2 separate regions of the Mus musculus genome follow, and region 1 is linked to region 2. The links are chromatin contacts, called in public Hi-C maps. All regions are on one chromosome and are shown on one strand. Each heading gives the region's core, a stretch centred on a gene start, on an enhancer-like site or on the middle of the called end of the contact. The rest is flanking DNA. Distances are from core to core; before and after follow the strand shown. Region 1 has its middle 55 kb from the start of Gm35593. Region 2 has its middle 17 kb from the start of Gm42034.

What was found. A called contact is a pair of places that touch in the nucleus more often than the background predicts.
Region 1: a contact with region 2 is called in a Hi-C map of liver, with 3 times the contacts expected there. The contact joins two enhancer-like sites. A contact is called at or near these places in 2 of 484 Hi-C or Micro-C datasets (both in liver) and 1 of 9 other capture datasets (embryonic stem cells).

What each region holds. Positions count from the first base shown.
Region 1 is chr8:89,369,194-89,374,878 of GRCm38.p6, forward strand. No RefSeq gene overlaps it. Among named protein-coding and RNA genes, the nearest start is that of Gm35593, 55 kb to the right of the region's middle. Within about 2 kb of position 3,493, at least 10 of the 459 cell types and tissues checked have an H3K27ac peak or open chromatin away from gene starts, as enhancers often do. A contact at or near this core is called in liver, where this site is marked.
Region 2 is chr8:88,854,740-88,859,798 of GRCm38.p6, forward strand. No RefSeq gene overlaps it. Among named protein-coding and RNA genes, the nearest start is that of Gm42034, 17 kb to the left of the region's middle. Within about 2 kb of position 2,597, at least 3 of the 459 cell types and tissues checked have an H3K27ac peak or open chromatin away from gene starts, as enhancers often do. A contact at or near this core is called in liver, where this site is marked.

The sequences.
Region 1 (5,685 bases), core at 2,243-4,742, 520 kb after region 2:
CAGAAAATGAAAGAGACGAGGGACCCACGGAACAGGATGCAAGGAGGCACACCTGCCTAGATGAGCGGTCAGGAACGTGAGGCACAGAGAAAGGATGCTATCAGAGCAAAAGTGAGAAACAGAAAGATGGATGGAAGTCTGCAGCAGATCGTAAAATAGTGGTTGTCAGACATGATGAGGAAAGCATGCAGGTGTTAGTGGCAAAAACAGGCCCTGAGAAACTCAACAAAGAACAGCACAGGTCCTTTTGAGCATGGCTCCTAGAAAGGAAACCATGTATCCCAAACACATTTTATCTGCCTGCTGCCAGAGCCTTTGAGAAGGACCCTGGGCTTGAGCCAAGATGCCTGGATTTGACTCTCATGTGACTTCAGGTAAGTTAGTTAACCTGCACAATTTCTTGATTCTTAAGAGAGTGGTGGCATATGAGAGTTTATCTCATGGATATAAAGCGATGTGCAGGAGTCTATGCTTGTAAAATGTTTAGAACAGTGCCTGGCCCATCCCTGCTGTGTAAGAGTTACTAGACAGAGTTAAGAGAGATGATAGAAACATTTCTTGACAAGACTTAATAATTCTGGAAACCACAAGAGCCATCATTATTAGAGATTTACAAGGATGAAGGATACCAGAGTCTCTTTGCTTCCTAGTTGACTTCATATGGCTTCAGTGATGGTTTCCTACCCCTTTGATTGATGGCCATAATTTCCACCCATCTTCCTCGGACAGCAGATGTCTTCCATTCATTCTTGCTGCTGAACAAGCCAAGCTATAGCATCTTCTGGGTGCTGGGTCAGGTCCTCCACCTTCACACATAGTTTTGCCCACCCTGTATTTTCATGCAATGCACTGATTGACTCTTCTCAGTTTCCCTCAAACATTCAGCTTCCAAGCAGGTTCCGTGCCAGGATAGTGGCAGAGAGAGCCCCTTCCAAACCATGCTTCAAGCCCGTAGGTAACGAACGCACTGGTGTGCTCATGTGGCCTTTCACCAGCCAGAATTTGCATCTCCAGAAGTGGGCTTGTACCACTTTGCGCAAGGCAGCGTGCTGAGCAGCTGCTGGGGTTATGTCTTTGCAAGGGTAATCAAGTTAAACTGTCTCCTGAGCTTTTTCTCAGATAGCAAGCGCTTGGGGGTCCTTCAAACAGGTGCCTGCCTTGCTTCTCACATTACAGCTGAAGTGGTGCCAGTCACAGTTTTGTTTTGTTTTGTTTTGTTTTGTTTTGTTTTGTTTTGTTTTGTTTTGTTTTGTTTTGTTTTGTTTTGTTTTGTTTTGTTTTGTTTTGTTTCAAGACAGGGTTTCTCTGTGTAGCCCTGGCTGTCCTGGAACTCACTTTGTAGACCAGGCTGGCCTTGAACTCAGAAATCTGCCTGCCGCTGCCTCCTGAGTGCTGGGGTTAAAGGCGAGCACCACCACGCCGGGCAGTCACAGTTCTTTGAAAGGAGATCTTCATTCCTTTTAGGACTTGAAAGGTTGAAATCAAAATCAACCAGTACTTCTATTACTACTGCCATCTCTTCCTCTTCTTGCCCCCTCCTCCTCTTCCTCTTTTCCTTCTCTTTCCTGCTTCCTCCTCTTCTTGCCATATTCAAAAAAGATGAAATGCTATAAGATAATTTCAAATGTACAAAGTTGCGTGTCAAACTCAGCACAGCAAAGCAACACATGAACTATGTGCACAGAGACACAGACACCGAAGCGATGCTGCGAGCCGACATTCACATATGACATGAACACCTTGCTTTTGAAGAACGGGATGAAGAGGAGGCTCTCTGCAGATGTCTGTGTCTCCAGCTCAGCCAGATGGTCTTGTCTGTGTCCTCTTCTGAAACAATACCTCCCCTCCTCTCCCCCCTCCCCATCCCTATGTAATCCCTACCATGCAAGACCTCAGCCTGTTCCCTCTGTACTTAGCTCACCCCCTTGAGGGGCATAGTACGCCACCTTTCCTTTTAAAAACTTCTCCAAGACAAACTCCACTTGCAATCAGAATATTCTTTACTGGTTTGGAATAAGCCGCAAAACCAAAGCCTGGTTTCTCCTCTCTCCTCTTGAGCCATCTCGAAACCCACCCCAACACCTGCTTGCTCTTGGTTCTCAACTTGGTCCTCCCACCACACCCAGAGTTCCACACTGAAACCTACCTCCAGCTCTCTGTCTCTGCCGTCCCCTTCCCGCCGCACATTTGCACAGACTTATTTCATAAAAATGTCAGCTGTTAAGTTAGGATTATTTAGGGGGCCTTGGGTTTTAGTTCCCGAGTGCAACCTAAGCTGGATCCTCGAAGGCCTGACAAGAAGCCCTGGTCTGTATAAAACATGACCCACAGAGGCACTAAATAAATAACCTGGCTGTGGGCTCCTAGGCCTCTATTTATCACCGAGGCAATGATAAGGATCTGATTTAGAGTGAACCCTGCTGAGGGTCGAGCCGGCACAAGCTGTAATATGATCTGCAGGGGAGAGGCCCGATAACCTTAAACAATGCGAAGAAACCCTGTCAGATAAATAAAACAAACTGTTTGTCCATTAAATAGTGCTGTCAGTAAGAGAACGGGGAAGCCAAACATGGCTAAATCCAATTCTTTTATGGCTCCACAAAGCAAGAAACATCCTAACCAAGCTGGGGAATAAGTTCCCCCCAGAGCAGACTGGGGGCTGGGGATCTGATTATTGACAGGGGAGGAGAGAACAGAGTTTTGATCCAGGGCATGCCCTATGCCCTCTGCCGTCCACCGACTTTGCTGTTCTGCTCTGCGCAATGGCTTCTCAGTGTGCTGATCCAGCCCACCCTGCTGGCTTGTTGATGTGGACCCACTAGGTAACCCTGGCCAAAGAATTCTGAAGAGATCAGGGCAGGATACTCAGAAATGCTAGTGTCTAGGTGATCAGGGCCGGCACTGAAGGGCTTGCCAAGGGCAGAACCAGAGGTGGAGGAGCTCATGTCAAAGGACAACCTGCCACTCAGCCTTGTCAATCAGGCTGCCTTAAAATACAGCCCATTGCTGTTAAGTGTGTTCAAAGACCAAGATGGGAATTTGAATGTGAAATCTCAAGAATCCACATGGAAGTGTGAGATTTCTAATAATGTTCCATGTTGGCATAGAATATTCTAGAATAATTCCATGTGTGGTTAGTTGAAAGCTATGTGGGTTTGTTACAGCTTACGGACTGCAGTCTTTGGACTAGTGAAAGCAAGGACAAATGTTATTCTGATTGTCATCATGAAACTGCTGTTCACATCCTGGGGACACAAAGGACAGAGACACTTGTGCCTGTCCACAATCTCTCAGGCATACCCACCCACATATGTTTCTCCCTTCCAACTTTCTGATAGAATCCACCCAGTATGCCACTGCACATGACACAGAGTCGTCCCATGACAGAGAATTTCTGCTATTGGCTTCCTGCAAACTGTTCCCGAGATGTTCGCCTCTGCACAGAGAACTCTGATCTCTCTTTCTTTGCTAGTGTTTCTCAATAGCAATTGAACAGGGACTGAGTGTCCGTAGGTTCTCTTCAGGCTCAAGGCAATGCCATCATGGCCCCACAGTTTAGGCAACACAGGGGACAGTGCCAAATGGGCCCTCTGATTCTTCCGATCTATGTGAATCCGAGTCTAATCTGTGTTCTTGAAGAAACCCAACCATGAAAGTGGTCAACATGGCCAGATCAGGTTTTCAGCAGAGATCCAGAGAAGATGCTCAACTTCCCAACAGGCACAGGTTGCTTTGGCAGGATATTGGCTGGTTCTCAGTACAGGTCAGAGCCACCAGTGAGGCTTGCTCAACAGGAATATTCCACGACCTTTTCCTGGCAGGCCCAGCTGGGTATGACCCAGGGACATTTATCCCTGTACACTACATCACTAGAGAGTCTGGGCTATTTCTACTTGCTGATTTAATGAGTGTTAATTTTTGATTTCATTAAAGCCAGTGTTCCTAGACTTGTTTGCCTGCCAGATTCGTAAGAACATTCGCCAACTGTGACTCCTCAGGGACCCTCTAGAAGACAGACTCTGTTTACAAAAGGGGTTGGATTTTGATGTGCCCATTGTGAGCATGGAAACAGAGAAGCCCTTGTCTCTTTGCTATGATCTAGAGAAGTAGGTCTTCTCCAAACCTTACAGATGGTAAAACTTACTTCTGGAAACAGAACATGACCATAATTTTAGATTCAGGACAAGATTGGGTTTCCACGAGGTTGTTATCACCATAGGTGTCTGCGACAGGTTCTGCAAGTTACTCTCTCTTTTCATGTCACCTATTATGATTTCAAATTCGTTTTGGGAAGGAGAGGAGGAATATTTATTTGCACGGAATTATATATTTTCCCAGTATTTGATATGAATTATTTAATTACTCTGCCACCTGTCCCTTCATCAAGCCAGAATCAGGGTCTGCATTGCCTTGTCTTTGAGATGGCTCTTGGTAGGACTTTGTGGCTTTAGGTCACACTATCTGTTCACTGAGAACCCTTATGTAACAATGATCAAGAATTAATTCTAGGTGGAAAAGCAGGTCCCAGGGATTGAGGGAGAAGTAGATGGAATCTCAGAACAGAAACTAAACGGATTGACAATACAGAAATTTGAAAAGATTTTCGTAATAATTTTTAAGTTAGGATGTTGGATATGCAGTCTTTAGTTTTACCATAAATGGAATACTGGCTTAGCAGTTTACAGGTGGTGTGGCTGGATTTGGGGGGCATATATTTGTGATCTTGGCACTTGGGAAGTGATCTTTGGAGTCTACGAGTTCAAGAGCAGACAGTGAAATATAATAAGTCCTGATCTCAAAACAGCAACAAGCATCACACACACACACACACACACACACACACACACACACACACACACACACACACACACACAGGTAATTTGTACATGGAGAATGGTTTCTTCATATTTAAAGGATTCCCTATGTGAATACAATTCTAAAGTTGTTTAAGAAAATAAAAATACAATGTAAAGTGGCTAAGAAAATTGTCTTAAAAGAGGCATATCTAGGCTAATGTGAGTGTAAATCCCAGGAATGTAAACGACTTCGGGTCTGACCTAATCCAGAGCTTCAAATGATAGCACCAGAATCTATTCCTTTGCTTCATCTTTCCTGCTGACTTTACTTCTGATGAAAGTCTCCTCCCCCATATCATAGCTCCCAACCTACCTCCTGCCAATCAGACAACACTCCTGTTGACCTGGCCCACTTTCTTATTGGCTGGAGACATGTGCACCTCCTTGCCCCACCCCTCATTATACAGGATGATGATTATCTGTGCTGGACAGGCAGTATTGTTAAAGACCATGGGGGACTGAGTCTGGTGCAAGAATGGATGATGGCTATTTTCTACCAAGAGAGACAAGATGTATGCAAGGAACGAAATCAAGATAGTTTTCTCCTTTCTGTCTCATATTAACTCATTAAGGTAAGAAGTCAAAACACTGAAATGGACACTCACCAGCAAGAAGGGTGAAGACAAGGCCTCTCTCTGCACTTGTGAGATGTCTGACTTGGGATTGTTCTTGGGAAGGCTGCTTAAGTTTTTGTTTTCTTTTAAGAACCTAAAGTAACTAAGCCTGGCTAATAAAGTGTTTGTCTAGTACATTATGGAAGTCTTGAGAGACTATTGAATCAATTAGAATGATTTGTAATTAGCACACCAACCTAATGACAGGGTTTCTC
Region 2 (5,059 bases), core at 1,347-3,846:
ATGAGCAGTTTTACCCTGTGGGCCCCTCCGAACTTTAGTCTCTTCCTCTGAAAATTGGGATTGTGGCTCCCTTCACAAAGAAGGTAGATAGCAAAGCAGTTGGTATAGCAGATGCCAAATAAATGTCAGAGGACATGACCTGCATGGGTTCCATCTGCAGCGGTGCTCTGTGAACTATAGTAGCCCAACTACTGTGTGTAGAACTTCTTTTAGAATTCATCTTATTTTTAATTTAATGTCTCTCTGTATCTGTCCGCCTGCCTGTCTGTCTGCCCCCCTTCTGCCTCTCTCTCCCTCCCTCTCAATGTGTGTGTTGGCCAGAAGAGTATGTTAGACCCCTGAAGCTAGAGTTGTGAGCCATCTGATACAAGTGCTGGAAACTAAACTTGGGTCCTTGGGTCCTATGCAAGAGTGGAAAGTGCTCTTAACCATTGAACCATCTGTCCAGTCCCTAGACCCTGTTATACTATAAGATTTCCCTCCAAATGAAGCTTGGAGGACAGGTCCCGCATTCACTGGAGTCACCAACACTTTTCTGTTTCCCATGCAGGAACAGGGGTGCATGACTTAGCTTAGACCTAATGATCTGCATTTGCCCTGCACTTGGATTGAAGCCAGAATGGAACAGAACAGAGGCAGACTGTCCAGACAGTGCCTGTGGTCTAGGCTGGGACTGGATGTAGCAGCAAAGACAGTCACACTGCCTGTCTGGGCCACGGGTGAGCATTATTCTCTGCCTGTTGCAATCCCAGTCCTCAGGGAGAGTCTGGACTGTCACAATGTGCTCTTGAGAGTCCCTTCAGCTTGAAGTGGCTGGCTATGTTCTGCTTGTTGGATCTAGGGTGCTAGGGGACACCTTTCCTTCAAGGTTCACTTCAAGCAGCTTCATCCAGCCCATGAGAGTCCTCACATGTGACAGTTTGCCACCCAGCTCCCACAGTTTCCAGGATGCAAGACAAGCCAGCATCACTTAGACACATGGAGACAGTCATCTGTGAACCCACCCTTTGTGGCATTAGCCCCACCAAACCCGGTCCTCTCACCACCATTAATATCCATCTATTAAAACATAAAGTATGCTCTTCACAGAAATAGCTAATCTCTGCAAAGATGCAGAGTCTTATCGTATCTATAGGAGTGATATAGGAAAAGCCTAGTCACCCACGACAAGCCACTGGTGACTGGCAAACTGCTAAAAGAAGAAACAATTGGCAGGAGGCAATGGGCTAAGTGGCTCAATATTTGATGTTCAATAATTGATTGTCAAATCTTTAAATGTCAAAGAGACAGAAATGACTCTAGGAAGCCGATGTGGGTTTGAGTAGTTTTGTCCAGATCATAGGCTCGGTGCTATAGGGAAGACTCTCCCATGGGTGGAAAGATGGGTGTCACTGTTAAAATATTTGGAACTGAAAGTAAAAACAGCAACACATCAATACTCGAATCTTTCTTCCAAGAATGAACACCACTGTTTCCTGAGGTGTTTTGTTCTGTAAAATATAAGATGATGTCATTTTCAAAATGTTTACTCTTGGTTTCAAGATAAGGTCCATTCAAACAGTCCACTAACTAACAACTAAGAAATGCTGGAGCAGATGGTCCTGGCCAGAGAAGCCCCTGGATGGAGTGTTTGCACCCAGCTTCACAAATGCCCCACTCAGCACCCCTGTTGATACGTTTCTCCGTTTGTAGGAACTCCCTGGTTTGTGGCATTCCCCCCAACAACAGCATCCTATAATGCCCCTGCCCCCTGCTCACCACAGCACAGGATCCCTCCTGGTTTCTGCAGCAGCCTCCCTACCCAAAGCCCATCCCTGCCCAGCAGGAACCCCAAGCCTCAGCATCTTTCATCACAGGTGGGAACTGGGCAGAGCTGCTGAGCAGCTCTGGGCCGCCCAGGGATTCTGGTCACCACGATTGCTCTAATTGCTTTTTTCTCCAGCCTCTTTCTCAGGCTCTCTGCATGCTGATGGTGCAGGTCCGGTCTCCACTGGATTGCAGTGGTATTTTTTTAGCGTCCCAACCAGTGTGTCCGGTTGACTGAGACATTTCGGGGAAGAGGCAGGTGCATTTACTTTTCAAGTATTATTTTACTAATCAATTGAAAAATTACCTTCATGAATGACAGAGGTGCAGAGCTGTGGAGCGTTTCATTAACGGGCGCAAACATTAATTACGGATCCAACCCGACCTTGCACACACAGAAATTATGGGACTGATCTATTTTCTCTGTGCTTAATTGCAGCCAGTGACTAGTTCTTTAAATCATTATCTGATAGGCCTCCAGTGAGAAGAGGATTTATGGGGTGGTGCCCAGAGGCCTTGCTGTGGCCAGTGCTGTTCTGTGGGGTAAACGGAGATGATCGTTATCAGAGGACCCACAGGCTTGTGTCATAGCTTTGAAGTAACGAAGAAGGGGACATTTTCCAAAACTGTATTTCTAGTAGCCTTTCTGAGCTGGTGTCTGGTTGCTGCTTCCTAGGGTCAGTTACAGACACTTGCCTGCATGCTGTCACAGTGGTGAGGCCCAGGATGACTGTGTAGTGACTGGTACCCCGTGGCTGGGCAGTGCAATCTGTACAGCTATGCACAAAGGTCCTAGGTGGATGCCCATTGAGTCATATCTGTGCTTTCTCTTTCTGACATTTCCTGTCATGGCTCTAGTCCCAAGTCTTGTTTAGTTGACCCACTGATGGGCAAAGGTCCTTGGGCATATGGCCATTCAGGCCTTATCCTGGGCTGCATGCCCTGCTTTCTAAGGTCACTGCTCAGAGCACATAGCTCTTGGGCTGTATGCTTCTTGGTCACAGTGACTCCTGGCTAGGGATATTTGCTTTGGAAGTATGCGGCCCCTCACATTGAGAACACTGAGCATGAACGTAGGCAGGACATTCCAGAGGAAGAAACCTAGTAAGAGACAGTGAGGATACAGGAGTCTTTCCCCAGACTTTGGGTGGGCTGAAGCCTCTGGACCACTGTCTACCTTGGCTCTGTAAGCCAGACATGGGTATATTTATCATCCTAAAAGTGAGAGAGATAGACATGAGCACTTTGAGTGTGCTCAACAGAGCCTTCCTCTCTAAATGCAGCCATGGCCAGATAGCAGTCCTCTCTGTCCCCTACAACTCCTTCCTGGGATCTGTGAGAACCTCTGTGAGAGGGTCCGTACCCCAGAGCTGCAGGAAGTGGCAAGGTGAGGGAGCGGTTCAGACACAGGCTATAACTTGACTGAATCTGGACATTTGCAGCCGCCTCGACAGAAAGCTAAGGGGAAAGGAGGCAAGAGTATCAGAGCCCTTCTCTTTGTAGGTGATGGGAAAGCGCAGCAGAGCTATACCAGAAAGCCTTTTCCCACTCTGAGCTCAGACCCTCCATAACTCAGGTACTGTGGAGAATTAGGAATCCTTCATTTTCTCTGAAGCCTTCAGATCACTGGTTCTGTGATGGGTCCCTCAAACACTTGTAGAAACTCCCTGGTTTGTGGCATTTTCCTCTACAATGACAGATCTAAGGCCAGCGGGACAGAGCCCCAAAGTTATGATATCCGGAGGACTGTGACAAGATTACCAGGTTCCAGGGGGCTCTACGGAAACCCAGCTACACTCTGGTGCAGGTGTGTCTGACGGAAGGGCAGAAAGAGAAGAAGATGATGCCAAATTAAATGAACTACTACTGCTCAGCATCACAGGGCTGACTGCCTCCTCATGGGCTCCAGTGTTTTCCTGTCACTCAGGACCAGGGGATGAAAAGGAGGGCACAGAGAGCATTTAATCCTGGGACTCTTCACAAAGGTGTGGGCAGGGTCTAGGGACCCCACCTGGGGTAGATTCATCTTCAGGCCCCAAAACAATGTGCTATGAACTCTAGCCTAGAGAAGGAGACTGTTACCAGACCCTGGAGCCAGAAGGCCATATGGAGAGTGCTGGTCACATCATCTCCAGTGGCAGTGTAGTCCGTGGAAACTCTGGGGACAGATCAGCTAATGTCCCTCAGTGGTAGAATCTAGCCAGAAGCCAGACGGCACAGGCTCCTGGATCTGTAGTTAAGGCACGTCAGTCCGTGGGGTGAACAGCAAGGTTGGGAAGGTGAAAGGAGAAGCTTACAGAAGACACACAGGCTTGTGTGGCGCAGGCTATGTAGCTCACCATAGAGTTCCTCTGCCTCTTGTCCAACCTGCTACCACAGGACCTCTTGCCCCTTGAAACCTCCCCTTGGAACCTCTGTCTCCATGGGTACTTTAGAGAGCTCTTTTTTTAAATTATTTATTTATTATATGTAAGTACACTGTAGCTGTCCTCAGACACACCAGAAGAGGGCATCAGATCTCATTACGGATGGTTGTGAGCCACCATGTGATTGCTGGGATTTGAACTCAGGACCTTCAGAAGAGCAGTTGGTACTCTTAACCACTGAGCCATCTCGCCAGCCCTAGAGATCATCTTTTGTCATCACGAACCAGTCTCCTGTGGGGATGATACTGCTCTGAGCACCTCTGCCAATGCTCTGGTCCTCCTAGTGCAAGGCTTCATGGAGGTCTGCAGGAACAATGCTGAGAGGGCTTCCCTCCCCAGGATATTCCTGCCGGAGGAGTCCCAAAGCAACACTGTCTGTATCCTCAGCCCCTCGGTGTAGTTTAGGGGACTCTCTTTTGTAGTGCCACCTTCAACTCTCTTGTTCACAGGACTTTGAAGTTGGCTACATGGCAGCCCCAGGAGACATTAAGATTCACCCTGACCCCACCACATAACATTCATTGTCATTTCTTTACATTCTGTGACCAGACTTTTCTTCCTTGTTCAAGACCCTCATTATTGAACTTCTTCCTCAGGATCAGGTCTTGGGAGACCCTCTCAAATTTAAACCCCCAAAGACTCCTGAATGCCTGACATATTCCAGGTTCATCTGAAATCTAATATTGCTTCCAGCTAGATCCCCAATATATTCAAATCTATTTTGTGATCCTGGACTATAAAGCACAGGAGTCTACAATGTCCTTGTTGTGTGACCCAGAAAAGTACTTCTCCAGAACTTAGTTTCTTTATCTTTATTTAGAGTAGAA